Linked DNA regions of Danio rerio: region 1 is linked to region 2. Evidence: chromatin contacts called from public Hi-C data. All regions are on one chromosome and are shown on one strand. The core of a region is the stretch at or near the end of the contact, and the rest is flanking DNA. Distances in the headings are between cores, read along the strand shown.

Region 1 (7,251 bases), core at 1,167-3,666, 160 kb after region 2:
TACATATTTGCAACTGCAGCAGTGCTTGTTAAAAGTACATCTGTCATAGAAAACACATGTAAATATGAAGCAGTCAGCTCAAGATACAATTTTAAGGTTTAAAACTCAAAGTTTCGTATAGGTTTCGTTTCGTTTCCATTGGGTTCAGGACTTCCCTTTCCCATCAGAGGCTCAACCGGCTCGAGACTTTTCTGCAACTTGAAACTTTGAGAAACAGTTTCTCTAAGCGCTTTGTAAAAATACCTTAAAGTCTTAATACATTTAAAGAAAACACGCCAACTTACCTCAGATTTAGTAAATCTTGCGTGGTAACACTTTAGTCCCGAAATAGAAAGCGTGTCATTCCGTTGCTGCGAAATCCACGGTGGACCAGAGAGGAGCAGTGTGGAATTCCGCCATGTCAATTATGTGGAAGCGCACATGGGGGTGTAGAAGCTTACCGTAAAACACCTAATACACTCCCGGAGCTTTCCTACACAGACCACTCACTCTTGTTGGGATAGACAACTCGACAAGAATATTTCTACACTTTTTATTTTATTTTTGTAGATTCAATAAAAAAAAATATAGGCCCATGATTTAACAACTTTTATCTTAACTATATAACTACACATATGAAAAAATACTGAAGTAGTTAATGGTAAATATAGTATTTTGTACTGGGTTGCAGCTGGTAGTGCATCCGCTGCGTAAAACATATGCTAGATAGATCATCAAGGTTATCTATCTATCTATCTATCTATCTATCTATCTATCTATCTATCTATCTATCTATCTATCTATCTATCTATCTATCTATCTATCCATCCATCCATCCATCCATCCATCCATCCATCCATCCATCCATCCATCCATCCATCCATCCATCTATCTATCTATCTATCTATCTATCTATCTATCTATCTATCTATCTATCTATCTATCTATCTATCTATCCATCCATACATCCATTTATCTATCTATCTATCTATCTATCTATCTATCTATCTATCTATCTATCTATCTATCTATCTATCTATCTATCTATCTATCTATCTATCTATCTATCCATCTATCCATCTATGTATCTATCTATCTATCTATCTATCTATCTATCTATCTATCTATCTATCTATCTATCTATCCATCCATCCATCCATCCATATATCTATCTATCTATCTATCTATCTATCTATCTATCTATCTATCTATCTATCTATCTATCTATCTATCTATCTATCTATCTATCTATCCATCTATCCATCTATCTATCTATCTATCTATCTATCTATCTATCTATCCATCCATACATCCATTTATCTATCTATCTATCTATCTATCTATCTATCTATCTATCTATCTATCTATCTATCTATCATCTATCTATCTATCTATCTATCTATCTATCTATCTATCTATCTATCTATCTATCTATCTATCATCTATCTATCTATCTATCTATCTATCTATCTATCTATCTATCTATCTATTATCCATCCATCCATCCATCTATCTATCCATCTGTCTATCAAATTACAAGCATGCAACCCATGCAAAAATTCATTACTGGTCTAAAATCATGTGCTCCCCCCCACAAACATATTAAGTTCCTTTTTTGTGTTCCACATCCTTAAACAGGATGCACAAGAAGATTTCACACTTCCATTATGTCCCATGACTAAATGCAAATCTATTAATATTGTATTATACATGTGAATGGCATTGCAAATTAATCATAGCCTAATTGAAAAAGGTTTTGAAAGACTTGCCTAATTTGTGAGCAAAAATGATTCTTAAATCTTTTGGTTTTGCTTAAATGCTGTTTAATTAATTACTTTAAAAAAGTTTTATACAGAAGTAGAATCTGTTGCTAAAGGGTGGCAATTTCATAAAGCTAGGCTAACAGCGCCACTTTGTGGTAATTTGCAGCAATTGCAGCTCATATTTAAAATACATATAAAGGGATCAAACAATGTAAGAGTGCTTTATCAAACCAGGATATTAACAACCACTTCAGAAGGAGCATCAGCACGACGACTAATATTACACACATCTTTATAACTGCAATTATAATAGTAGTAATAGCGGTTGTGATAAACGCAGTAAAATACTATAAATCCTGCTGATTTCATAGTGGAACTAACAGATGTCTGATATACAGTACATTCCAAAGTGACGTATGTAAACAACTGTAAACAAATGTTACATGACAGAACATTTCAAAATAAAAGTCAGTCTAACTGCAGAAAACAAAACCGAAAACATAAAATCCATTTTAGATGTCATTTACTTAAAATTCTAAATAATAAATATTAAATTGATTCAAAATCAACAAATAATATCAAGTGCGTTTAAAAAACGAAGCTTCGGTGTTCTCACACTGGAGGACTTTTAATGTAAATTTCGCTGTGATTTCAAAACCACTGCTCCAGGGTTCAGATGAGGTATTACAACATCATCCAGTCAGTCACTATGTCAACTCTGAGACCGGTGTAATTCTATGAGTTTCTAAACCATCACTATGATGCGGTCCATTCTGATCGTGGCGATTTTACTATCCATAGCAGCTGCTTATTATATTTATCTGCCTCTTCCCAGCACTATATCAGAGCCATGGAAACTCATGTTTATGGATGCAATATTGCGTGGTGTAATGCATGTGGTAAGACTTTCCTTATATATGTTATATACATTTTACATTAAGACATACTTCAAGTCAATGTGGATATATTATTTAAATAAAAGAGGGGTATAGCTGTGATAAAATAGATATTATACTCTTACATAAATAATGATTTGTTGTACATTTTGTGTCATAGAAATTCAATCTTAATACTTTTTTGTTCATAGACAAATTATATATATATATATATATATATATATATATATTTATATTATATATATTTATATTTATATATATATATATATTATTATTATTATTATGTTTCTTGAAAATGGTAGATTTTCTGTGATTCAAGTTTAATTTGAATTGTTGACCTCTTATGAGACCTTACAAAATTATCCAACATTTTATGTTTAAAAATGAACTAATGAAATATTATAAATATATTTTATGACAATATCTTTGGTAACAAATAAAAACACTCAAATTTAGTAAAAAAAAAAAACAATTATTTACCATATTTTTTATTTTAAATAATTGAATTATCATTTAAATTAAAAAAAAGGAAAAATATATTATTTGTTATATATATAAATTATTATAAATTTAAAAATATCTAATAAAATGCAATCTTAACAATGATTTTTAAATAAAAGTGTACTATTTGTCTTCTCACCATATTTAATTTTACTATAAGAAACTAAACATTTTAAATCAGAGATTACATCTAAAATGCAACAATAAAAAATGTAAATTAAATTTAACATATTTGTTTAAAAATAAGAAAATAACATTTTTTTATTTGTCTTTTTACCATATTATACCACATTACCTTGTTACGCCATTTACCAAATGTAATATTTGGCTCAAAAAGTTTACATTTTAAATATTGACAACTTTTTTGAATTGCTGACAACTTAAATAAAGTTAAAATATACATTATTTGATTATGTAATGCTAAAAACATTACTAATTCAAACTGTCATGATCTCATTTAACCCTTCCCCATGATGACCCTTCAGAACTAAGGGAATTTTCACAATCTTAAAGGGATTTGCTGACTCTTAAAGTGTGTTTATCAATCCCTCTTTAATTATTATTTCTCATAGAGCTTTTTCGCTCACAATCTTGGCCTGAGTCAACCTTTCGATGTTGCAAAGTACGCTGCGTCATGGGATGAAATAAAGGCTCCACAGTCCAGCCAAACCATCCGGGTCACAGAAACATATTTTGAAGGAGTTCAGGCGCAAGTGTTTGAATCCACACAAGCAGACCAGGAGCCATATTTAAAAAGAGGAATCATCTATTTTCATGGAGGCGGATGGACATTAGGCAGTGGAAGTATGTAAATATTCATATAAACAATGTTTAGTTTGAATATACTGGATTTTTTTGCAATATATTTCCTTTTTTATCATTCCCAAGAGATGCAGACTTATTACCTTCAGTGCTGGTCTATGGCTGAACAGCTGGATGCTGTTGTAATATCAATTGAGTAAGTACAGTATGTTGACTAATGTATTATTTTACTTAATAGACTTAATTGCATTCATTATGAGTCGTCATTTGTGTAATTTGTGTGTTCAGGTACAGGCTGACGCCGGAGGCACGTTTCCCAGATCAGTACAATGAAGCCGTTCAGGCCTCAAAACACATATTGACGGCTGAGGTTTTGAGGCGGTATTTTATAGACCCAAAACGAGTGGCTGTGTCAGGTGACAGCGCCGGAGCCAATCTAGCTGCCGCTGTGGCGCAACAGGTAAATCTTTAAAAAAAATGTCACAACCTGGAACATATTTGATGAATGAAATCTAATGCTTACAGTAGTTCTTAGAAATAAATGGAGTTGTAACGTCTTGTATTATTAATGATGCCTCTTTTTACAAGATGTAAAATAAGCATTTGATAACAACCAAAGAAATACAACGGCAAAAAGATGGCAGCCTAAATATGCCTGCATTTTTTCACAGACTTCAACTGTGTAAAAATCTTGATGGTCCTGTGGGTTTTGTCTATCCAAACTGATGTTTATTCTGTATTTTCTATTGGATTCAGGTCAGGTGATTGGCTAGGCCATTCTACAGCTTAATTTTTATCCTCAGAAAGCACTTTAAAGTTTCCTTGGCTTTGTTTGGGATCATTGTTTGGCTGAAATGTCCACTCTAATTTCATCTTCATCATCCTGCTAATGTAGATGTTGGACTGAAGCAGCTAATATTCATTTACAATGAGGAGGGGCAGAGGGTTGCTAAAAAAACTACTGAGAGATTTCAACTGCTGTCTGGGCTTTCGCTGCCTTTTCACCTCCCTTTCTTCATGTGTTCAATACTTCTTTCCCATGCTATTTCATTTTTTAACGCGTAACTTAATGTTAACTAATTTAATTTGTTTTCTTTTTATATATGTCTTTATTTGGTTGTTTCCATCATCCAGTGAAAATTTCTTGTCAATGCCACCTTTAGAAATGTTTTCTGAAAAAAATGGTGATGTGTTCAATACCCAACTGTATATAGTACTTCTTCTTGTAAATGATGTACGAATATGAACACATATTATTTTGTAAAATAAATAAATAAATAATTCTCATAATCTTAAATTAAATTCCATAACCTTGCCTCCCCCCTGGAAATGCACAAAAGGAAGTGGTTCATGCAAATATGATATGAATGTAACATTTCATCATCATTGGCCATCTGAAAACATTCTGAGGGTGATCCCGACAGACAGTAATCCACCCAAACTGAGTGCAAACTGGCATTCAAATCTTCCTTGTTTTGTTAGCAACACCCATCTTTAACAAACATATCAGTTCCCAAAGGATGAAATCATGCACCGGCCTACATTTTACAGAAACTCAAGTGAATATACGTCATGATCTGGGAAAAACAGACGGATCATTTAGTCTTCAACTGTTAACCTCAACGTAAGAAATGTTGACACTTTTTTAACTCCAAGTAACCGCCTAACATTTATTTTTTCAAGTTGCAGGGATGCTTTCATTATTGGCAAAAAGGGGAATTAATAATCTAGTCTTTTGTCTATTTTCTCACAGATGGCTTTGGACCACAGTGCTTCTATTAAGTTCAAAGTCCAAGCTCTTCTGTACCCTGTGCTTCAGGCTCTAGACTTCAACACCCCGTCATACCAGCAGAACGGCAACATTCCCATCCTGCACCGTCCTCTCATGGCCCGCTTTTGGCTGGAGTATCTAAACGGGGATCCAAGACTTGTTATGTCTTTACTGGCAAACAACCACACAGTTCAGAGCCAGGAGACAGAAGCAGCCAGGGCTAAGATCGACTGGACACGGCTTCTTCCGGTGGCCTTTCAGAAGAGCTATAAACCTGTGTTTCCTCTCGACGGGGACCCGAAGCTCCTGGAGATGCTGCCAGGCCTGCTGGATGTGAGAGCGGCTCCTTTACTGGCCGAAAGTGAAGTGCTGAAGGCCGTTCCTCCTGCTTATATTATGACCTGCGAACATGACGTGCTGAGAGATGATGGGCTGATGTACGCCACACGACTGCAGCAAGCCGGGGTTCCAGTCACCCTCGACCACTATGAAGACGGCTTTCACGGCTGCCTCAGTTTCGCTTTCGGACCCTTTCGCTTTTCCGTGGGCTTTAAAAGCTTTAGGAACTATATCAGGTGGATGGAGGAGAACCTCTAATGAAGTATGTTTTGGTTTTACAATTTAACAATTGGATTTTTAGAATTAAAATGCATCGCTGCATGCCAATGCCATAGATTATGAATGGGGGGAAACGTGCATCAATCAGTGCCAAAGCTGCTGAAACACTGCTTTCAGGACAATGGTTGTATTGTTTTAGGAGTGGTGGAGTTAAGCTACTTTGTGTTATATGAATAATGCAAGATGATCCAGATTATACAAAGAGGCTTCTTGCATTTCCAGGAAAGTGAATCCTCGTCTCTATTCTTAGAGAATTCCTATTTGGATATCTGTAGTATTGTTGAAATTATTCAGATGATTAGTAATCCTGCTGCTAATGATGATAAAATATGTCAAAATAATATACATTTATAAAAGTATTAAAGTGAGCGATTAAATTTAAATCCCTTTTTAATGTGCAAGATTATATCACAGCTTTATCTCAAAATCTATGAACAGCTTATATTATGAGCAGATTATGTTTTTACTTTATATGAACTCGATTTTTCATTAAATAAAGTCAGAATTGCAAGACTATAAACCTGAAATGATGAGAACTAATATAATTTGAAAGAAAAATTTTGAATTTCAAAAAAGCTTGAATTGCGAGAAAGCTTTTACACTTTCTATTGCGAGGAGTAAAACATGCAAATGTATTTTTCTTCAATTTAGTGCCTTATTTATCTGGGGTCGCCACAGCGGAATGAACCACCAACTATCCCAGCATGTGTTTTAAACAACGGATACCCTTCCAGCTGCAACCCAGTACAGGGAAACACCCATACACTCTCTTTCACACACATTCATACACTAAAGCAAATTTTGTTTTTGGAAGAAACCCATGCCAAAAACAGGGCGCAAAGCCACCAAAAACCTTCTTGCTGTGAGGTGAAAGTGCTAACCACTGAGCCACCGTGCCACCCATGCAAGTTAAAATCTACATAAAAGTTTATATCTACAATTTTTTTTTTTTTTACAAATA
Region 2 (6,639 bases), core at 647-3,146:
GCAAACTAAATGTATGCTGTTGTCATATGTGGGAGTTAGTGTCATTAGGGTACAAAGGGTAAAGTTGCAACTCCATAAGACAATAGTATGATATGTGTACCAAGCACACATATAATCACACACCTCCCACTAAGTCAACCAGACACTCCCAGTGTGTCCCAAGATCCTTAAGGGGATCGGATTGATGACAGACAACAAAATGACCAATTTTGCAGGGCTATATTGTACAGTTTGATCAAGATAATCAATAAATAAATGTATAGTCTCCTCTGCTAAAGCTAATCAAGCAGCCAATGGGCTATATGCACAGCTAGTGTTTTTCAGCCAACGATTAACGCTTAAGATGACTGTTTTTTAAAACTTATAAGGTTCCTTTTTACAGCATTGATGTTGTAATGTCATTAAAAATATACAGTTAAATAGAGTTAAGCATTCATTTAGTTGTTCAAGCATAAATGCAGATGAAAGACTGTGTAACTGCTAGCACCCTCAGGATCAGCAGGTGAGTGCAGAAACTCCACTGAAAATAATGGGCTAAAATTAATAGTCATATTTTAAAAACATTGCCGGGGCCCGGGGGGAAATGGATTTTAATGCAGTACTTCTTGTCCGGTCTGAGACCCAGTTCATATCGTGTAACTATCAGGCACTGAAGATCGCAGATTTTTAAAGAAATCAAACCTTTAACATGGCAATTTTATAATGGAAAGACAGTTCACCGGAATCGGAAAGACTGGCTGGCTGAAAATTAAAAGTCTGTGTGCATATACCCCATTGTAAACTAAACTTAATTAAGTATATCAGCCATTAATGTTTTGATGAACCTCACAAAATGACTGTTTAGGACAAGTTTAATACAAAATCTAAACAAACAAATTTACAGTTTGACTATGAAAGTACAAAAAAAAGAAAAAATATATCAAAAGAGAGAATTTCTTTGTGTAATCTGGCATGTAATTTATAGGTTTAGTGAGATTTATCCAAAAATGCTCGAATAGTATGCTTAATTGACCAGATTTTTGGAAAACTTGCTTTAAAATCTAGAAAAAGAAATCTGCAAAATCTAGAAAATGAAGCCGAATTTTTAAAAAATCACAGAAAATCCTTAATTGTCACTCTTGTTTGACATTCTGTAAGGAATCTCACTAAACCTGTCACAAATTGTCCAGAACACACATATTCAATTTTTTTTACTATATATCACAAGAAACAGAAATGTATTTAAGTCTAAACATACATATTTGATTTAAAGGCAGTACAAATATATTTGAATTCACGCACACTATGTCAGAAAAGGATGCTACATAGGTCCATTTGTCATATTCTGAAATTCCAATCAAAATATTAGCATAAACACAGCTCAAATCTGTTTGTTAGTATTTGTCACTAAGGTTTAGTATTGTTTGTAACAACAATAAGAATCAGCTCAGTTATTCGAAGTTGCCCTGCAGGTACAGCTGGTTGTTTGCCTTACAAAATCAGTGGGTGTGGACAGTGAAAACATAAATGTATTATTTTAAAGCCATCACACTCGGTTTTTACTCTAGTTAATACAAACAATCCCGTGGTGTAGCATCGTCAGTTGTAATGCAGTCCAGATGCTTGTATGGCTGCCAGCTTCTGCTGCCATGTGTGTCAGATATGTCACTACAACTGCATTAGGACACCACAGGACTGTCACCAGCTGTCATTACTTTCCCGCGTTTGAAAACTTACCCGTCTCACTTTCACCCACAGAAAAAGAGCGTCTGTTAGTCATATAAAGTCACGTAAACATACCTGACGAAGAACTGAAGGCACAGTCGCGCGCGGCGCTGTGAATCCGCTTGTTAACTATAAAGTGAGCACGAGAGCAAATGATCGCGGATCAGCAGCGGGCTCTCGCTTCCTCTTCTGCACTGTTCGACCCGCCCATTTAAATAATGCATGCAACGTCCACACCCGGTGATATGTACAGTGTTAAAAATAACATTTACCGTGTTCATACGAGGAAATCTGCTTGTTTTTCGCTTGGCTTTAAAATGTCAAACTATGTATGCCGTAATTTGGTGTTGTTTATGAAATGTTTTTAAAGACACAGACACTAAAAAATCAGACAAAGCTACTTTACTAACCTTCCAATTGTTCTGTTTGCATTTCTTTCCACTAAACGCTGAAGAAACTATAAATAATGTTGCAAATGGACGTCACTGGCTAAATTTCAAGTATATTTTGACAATACCTTCATCTGTGTCTTAATCAGTGATTCAGTTGAGGTAAGTAGGCCTGGGTAAACTATCCCTTTTTAAGGTGTTTAGTTGCTAAGTGGTGTTGACTATAGTCACTCCCAAATTAACCTAGCCATTAGCATTCCAGTTACTATCCCTTAAGTTTGTTAATTGTGGTTCATTGATGTAGTAGTTAAAGTTGCATTCCATCACTTTTTAAAAAGTAAAATTACCCAAAATCAATGTGAAAACACATTCATGACGTTAAGCTAATTGTTCCAGTGTGGTTGGTAAGTATTTGAATTAGATTTTACGTCACGATTGGTAAAACTTTACTTGTGTATACAATTGTTTAAAAAAGTCTTATAATGTAAATTAAGATAGTATGAACCACCCAGTACCCCCACAGTCCAAAAACATACGGTAATGCGTGGGCCCTTAGAAAAGTCCTAACTTTTGCCCCCCTAGCGGCTCCCCTTATTACAGTCCTCAGAATACTATGAATCCAGACAAACTACTCCGATAACATGCAGGGTTTTTGTTCATGTACTGTAGGAAAACATGCGAGAACAATTCTTATAGTAGAATCATTATTATATACTGCACATTGTCATAAAATACAAGTCATATACTTTTTTAAACAAACAAAAAAAAAAGCAATGACAATGATTCAAAAGCAGTGACTCAAATAACTTATTAATAAAGTCATCTGGAATGGCAAAAAAAAAGTGTTCTTGCAGGACTTATTAAGGTTCTTTGGATTAATCTTCAATGGTTTCTCCTTCATCTTACCCTAGACATGCTCAATAATGTTCATGTCTGGTGACTGGGCTGGCTAATCTTGTAGCACCTTGACCTTTTTTGCTTTCAGGAACTTTGATGTGGAGGCTGAAGTAAGAGAAGGAGCGCTACAGTATCCTGCTGAAGAAATTGCCTCTCCTGTGGTTTGTAATGTAATGGGCAGCACAAATGTCTTGATACCTCAGGCTGTTGATGATGCCATCCACTCTGCAGATCTTTTGCACACCCTCATACTGAATGTAATCCCAAACCATGATTTTTCCTTCACCAAACTTGACTGATTTCTATGAGAATCTTGGCTCCATGCGGGTTCCAATAGGTCTTCTGCAGTATTTGTGATGATTGGGATGCAGTTCAACAGATGATTCAGCAGGAAAATCTACCTTCTGCCACTTTTCCAAATGGTCAACTAGAAGTCAAGTTATTATTTGTTGCTCTTACATGGGATCCACAACAAGACTTCTGTCAGGTAGTGTACATTTCTAATTTAAATTAGTACAAAGAGAAATTTTTACAAATTTTCATTGCTCATGATAACTTCTGAAAGAAAAATCACAGACAGGATGAATTCTTTCTTGTACACATGTTGATGGAGTATATAGACTTCAATTCACGGTATGCCAATCAGGACAAAAATGCAATAAGCTAAATCTGTGCTTCCACGTCAGCCAATAAAATTGCTGTATTTGAGGTCATTTTTGCATACGAGATCCAATGGTGCAGTAGGCTATGCTTGAACATATATAAACATCAAAGTGTTTGTTTATGAAGTACATTGCAATGGTATACTGTCATGTAGGTCACACTTTACATCCACTTCTATAAAAATTGCTGTCTCACTGAACTGTGCATGATGACGTAATCAGTATTCAGCTTTTTGTTTTGTTTTGTTGAAATACTTTTGGTTCTTATCTTCCCTATGAAATATGCTTTAGGCTAGTTACTCATTCATTAACCTGTTCTTTTAATTTTGTAAGTCAAACATCCAAGAGACAGTAAAACAAAGCTTTTCATGCTGTAAGTTCTAGTGTGTGGCAAACCACATAAATGTAACCGCAGTCCTTATCTACAGATCAACTGCAGACACAGCGGAAACTGCTGCATTTGAGCTGTATTTTGAATTATGATCAACATTTTAGCTCATTTATTTGGTTATTTCACACAACTTTTTCCGATTTTTAGATCTCCTGATCCAGTTTCAGCAGTTTTGTGGGCTTTAATTCTTGGTTTTGAGGCTTTATCACTAATCTGGTTTTACTCAGGCACAAAATATTATCTTGCATCATTTACAGGTTTCTTATTTCAAGCTTTAAACTGCATTACTGCCCATTCATGCATGAGAAGACAAGTGTGTTTAGGGTTACCACAAGTTTAATGATACATAAAAGAAGGCATTTTATCTTTAAAGATAATAGCTACTGGAAAATTAAGGCATCTGATAGACGGGGAAAAAACTCCTTACACATAGCTTGAATATTTTTATGAATGTGACTGTCACAGTTGATGTTACAAGATCTGATAAAGTCTGCCTCAAACCACTTCTCAAACAATGAATAATTGGCTATTGTAAAAGGGAGTGGTTGTGACAAAAATAAAACAATTTCCTCAAACATATTTCAGTCCATTTACTGGCTCTTACTGTACTTTTGGCCATTGTGTTTAATTTCACTAAATGTTTGTCTCTAATGATGATAATGCCAAGCATGTCAAGTTTTAAACAGTATGTGTGTAAATTGTATATAGAAATACCAGTACATTTGATCTTTTTTTGTTTGTTCCCATGAGGAAAACGTCTTTTGAATTACATTAAATTACGTATTTTGACAATGTAAAAATGCAATTTGTGTTGCAGGGGTCCGTTTAGGCTGATATAATATTGTGGGTACAGTATAAAATCATTACGTCTGTGAAGTCCTCATAAGGATAGCTATTCAAGTGTGTGTGTAAATGGAGCCTTTATCGACTACCAAACCCAAAGTAACTTGCTGTTTACAATACTTAGGCTACCTTGAAACTAAATTAACTGGAAAAGCAGGAAGGAGCTGTAAAAAGGAAATATTTAGAGGCACGTCTTTGTTCTCTAAAATGACAATGAATTCATTAATTTATTAAATCTCTCTTCCCTGTTTTTGTAATATTACTTACGTTATCAGCTTTCCTCAAAATACTGTGTGTTAATCTGAGAAAATGGCACACTTTGCAAATGCAGAAGTCTAAAACTGGTGTCTGTTAAGTGACGATGCTGCCACCGTGTGGGAAGAATTGAACAATTCATGATCTACACACAACGTACTATTAAAAGTCATGTCATTATTATATGAATACTTATTATAGGTAAATAATGCACTACATTATAATACATATATTATATATTTAAATGAATATTGTTGGTTAAGGTAGCTACTCTTTGTCCTCTTGGCCTGCATAGTTCCCTGAAACACACACCGATGACGTGATCAAGAATATTGTGTAGATATGCAAAAACATGCAGGGTAAAGTCTGGAGATAATCAAACGGATAGGATTTTATTTAATTTTATTTGGAAAAAAAGGTATTTATTATATTTTTAAAAATCAGTAATTATGAATAGCTTTGAGAATGGTGGTCTTAATATGCTGGATTTTTGTAAATTTAATGTCAAAACTAAATAGGGGAAACATTTTCTCAGAAATCCAAACTCAATCTGGAACTTTATTCCAAATTATATATTTTCTAAATTTGTGAGGCTTCATTTTTTTATTACTTTGTAATTATAATGTTGAGAATATACCAGCTAAATGATCTCAATTTTTATAAGATTTTTTTTCTTGTCTGGTCACTATATAACTTCTCTCCTCACAAATATTTTGCTTTGGAATAACAAAAATATTGTATACAAAAACACATCTCTTTTTTCAAAGCTGGTTTGAAGCAAATATTCTGCGTGTTAGTCGATTATTTAAAATGGCCATTTAATAAATTGTAAAGATTTAATATTCACATCCCCCCTAAAGAATTTGCTGTTTTATTTGATGCCATATACCATCTGGAGTTATTATGTTATTCCATGGCATCCCCTATCCTTCTGTTTTTCCTTCTTTAGACCCTTCTACTACAATGATAGAAAAACAATGTTTTTTGCCAACTTATTTAAACAAATCAACATGCTCTTTATTTCTTAATAGAATTGTATCAGGTCCAGATGTAATTTATTTACTGGAACTCTTTTGTTCATGATATTGTTAGGAAAACAAAATATGGCTCATCCCCAAATAGCAACTTATTTACAAATAAGATAACAGAAGTTTCGTTTAGAATTATTCATCATATACATTGAAAACGAAAAAGATATTGACACTAATTGTTCTTTTTGTAATAACAGTGCCCCTCCAGGAACCGGTTGGGGTAAGGTTGATATACAGAGTGTCACAATAATCATTTTAGCCCAGTCTAAAATGTACTCCTGATATACTTAAACAAATCTTTTCCGAGAGCACCTGAACCCCTGTGAATAAAACCAAGACTCTTCTTCTCTCCCCATTTCACCACACACAAACCCCAAAATACAAAAAAATCTAAAAACTAAGAACTCACTCAGGTGAGTGGACTTAATTGTTTTGCTATCACAAAAATATTATTAACCAAATGTGGG

Evidence for each region. A called contact is a pair of places that touch in the nucleus more often than the background predicts.
Region 1: a contact with region 2 is called in a Hi-C map of hematopoietic stem cells, with 3 times the contacts expected there. The contact joins the promoter of nceh1b.2 here to the promoter of pld1b in region 2. A contact is called at or near these places in 4 of 18 Hi-C or Micro-C datasets (caudal fin, embryo, hematopoietic stem cells and 1 more) and 1 of 4 datasets of contacts at active chromatin or transcription factors (caudal fin).

What each region holds. Positions count from the first base shown.
Region 1 is chr24:30,950,292-30,957,542 of GRCz12tu, forward strand. nceh1b.2 (neutral cholesterol ester hydrolase 1b, tandem duplicate 2) reads left to right here and starts at 2,417. Exons shown (of 6, transcript XM_073940861.1): 1 at 2,417-2,641; 2 at 3,712-3,943; 3 at 4,028-4,097; 4 at 4,190-4,361; 5 at 5,655-6,273; 6 at 6,942-7,251. The coding sequence starts at 2,501. The coding sequence ends at 6,269. fndc3bb (fibronectin type III domain containing 3Bb) reads right to left here and starts at 425. Exons shown (of 26, transcript XM_002666672.7): 1 at 285-425. It also overlaps a transcript of nceh1b.1 not described here.
Region 2 is chr24:30,793,803-30,800,441 of GRCz12tu, forward strand. It overlaps pld1b (phospholipase D1b), which reads right to left and starts at 1,897. Exons shown (of 26, transcript XM_021470348.3): 1 at 1,780-1,897.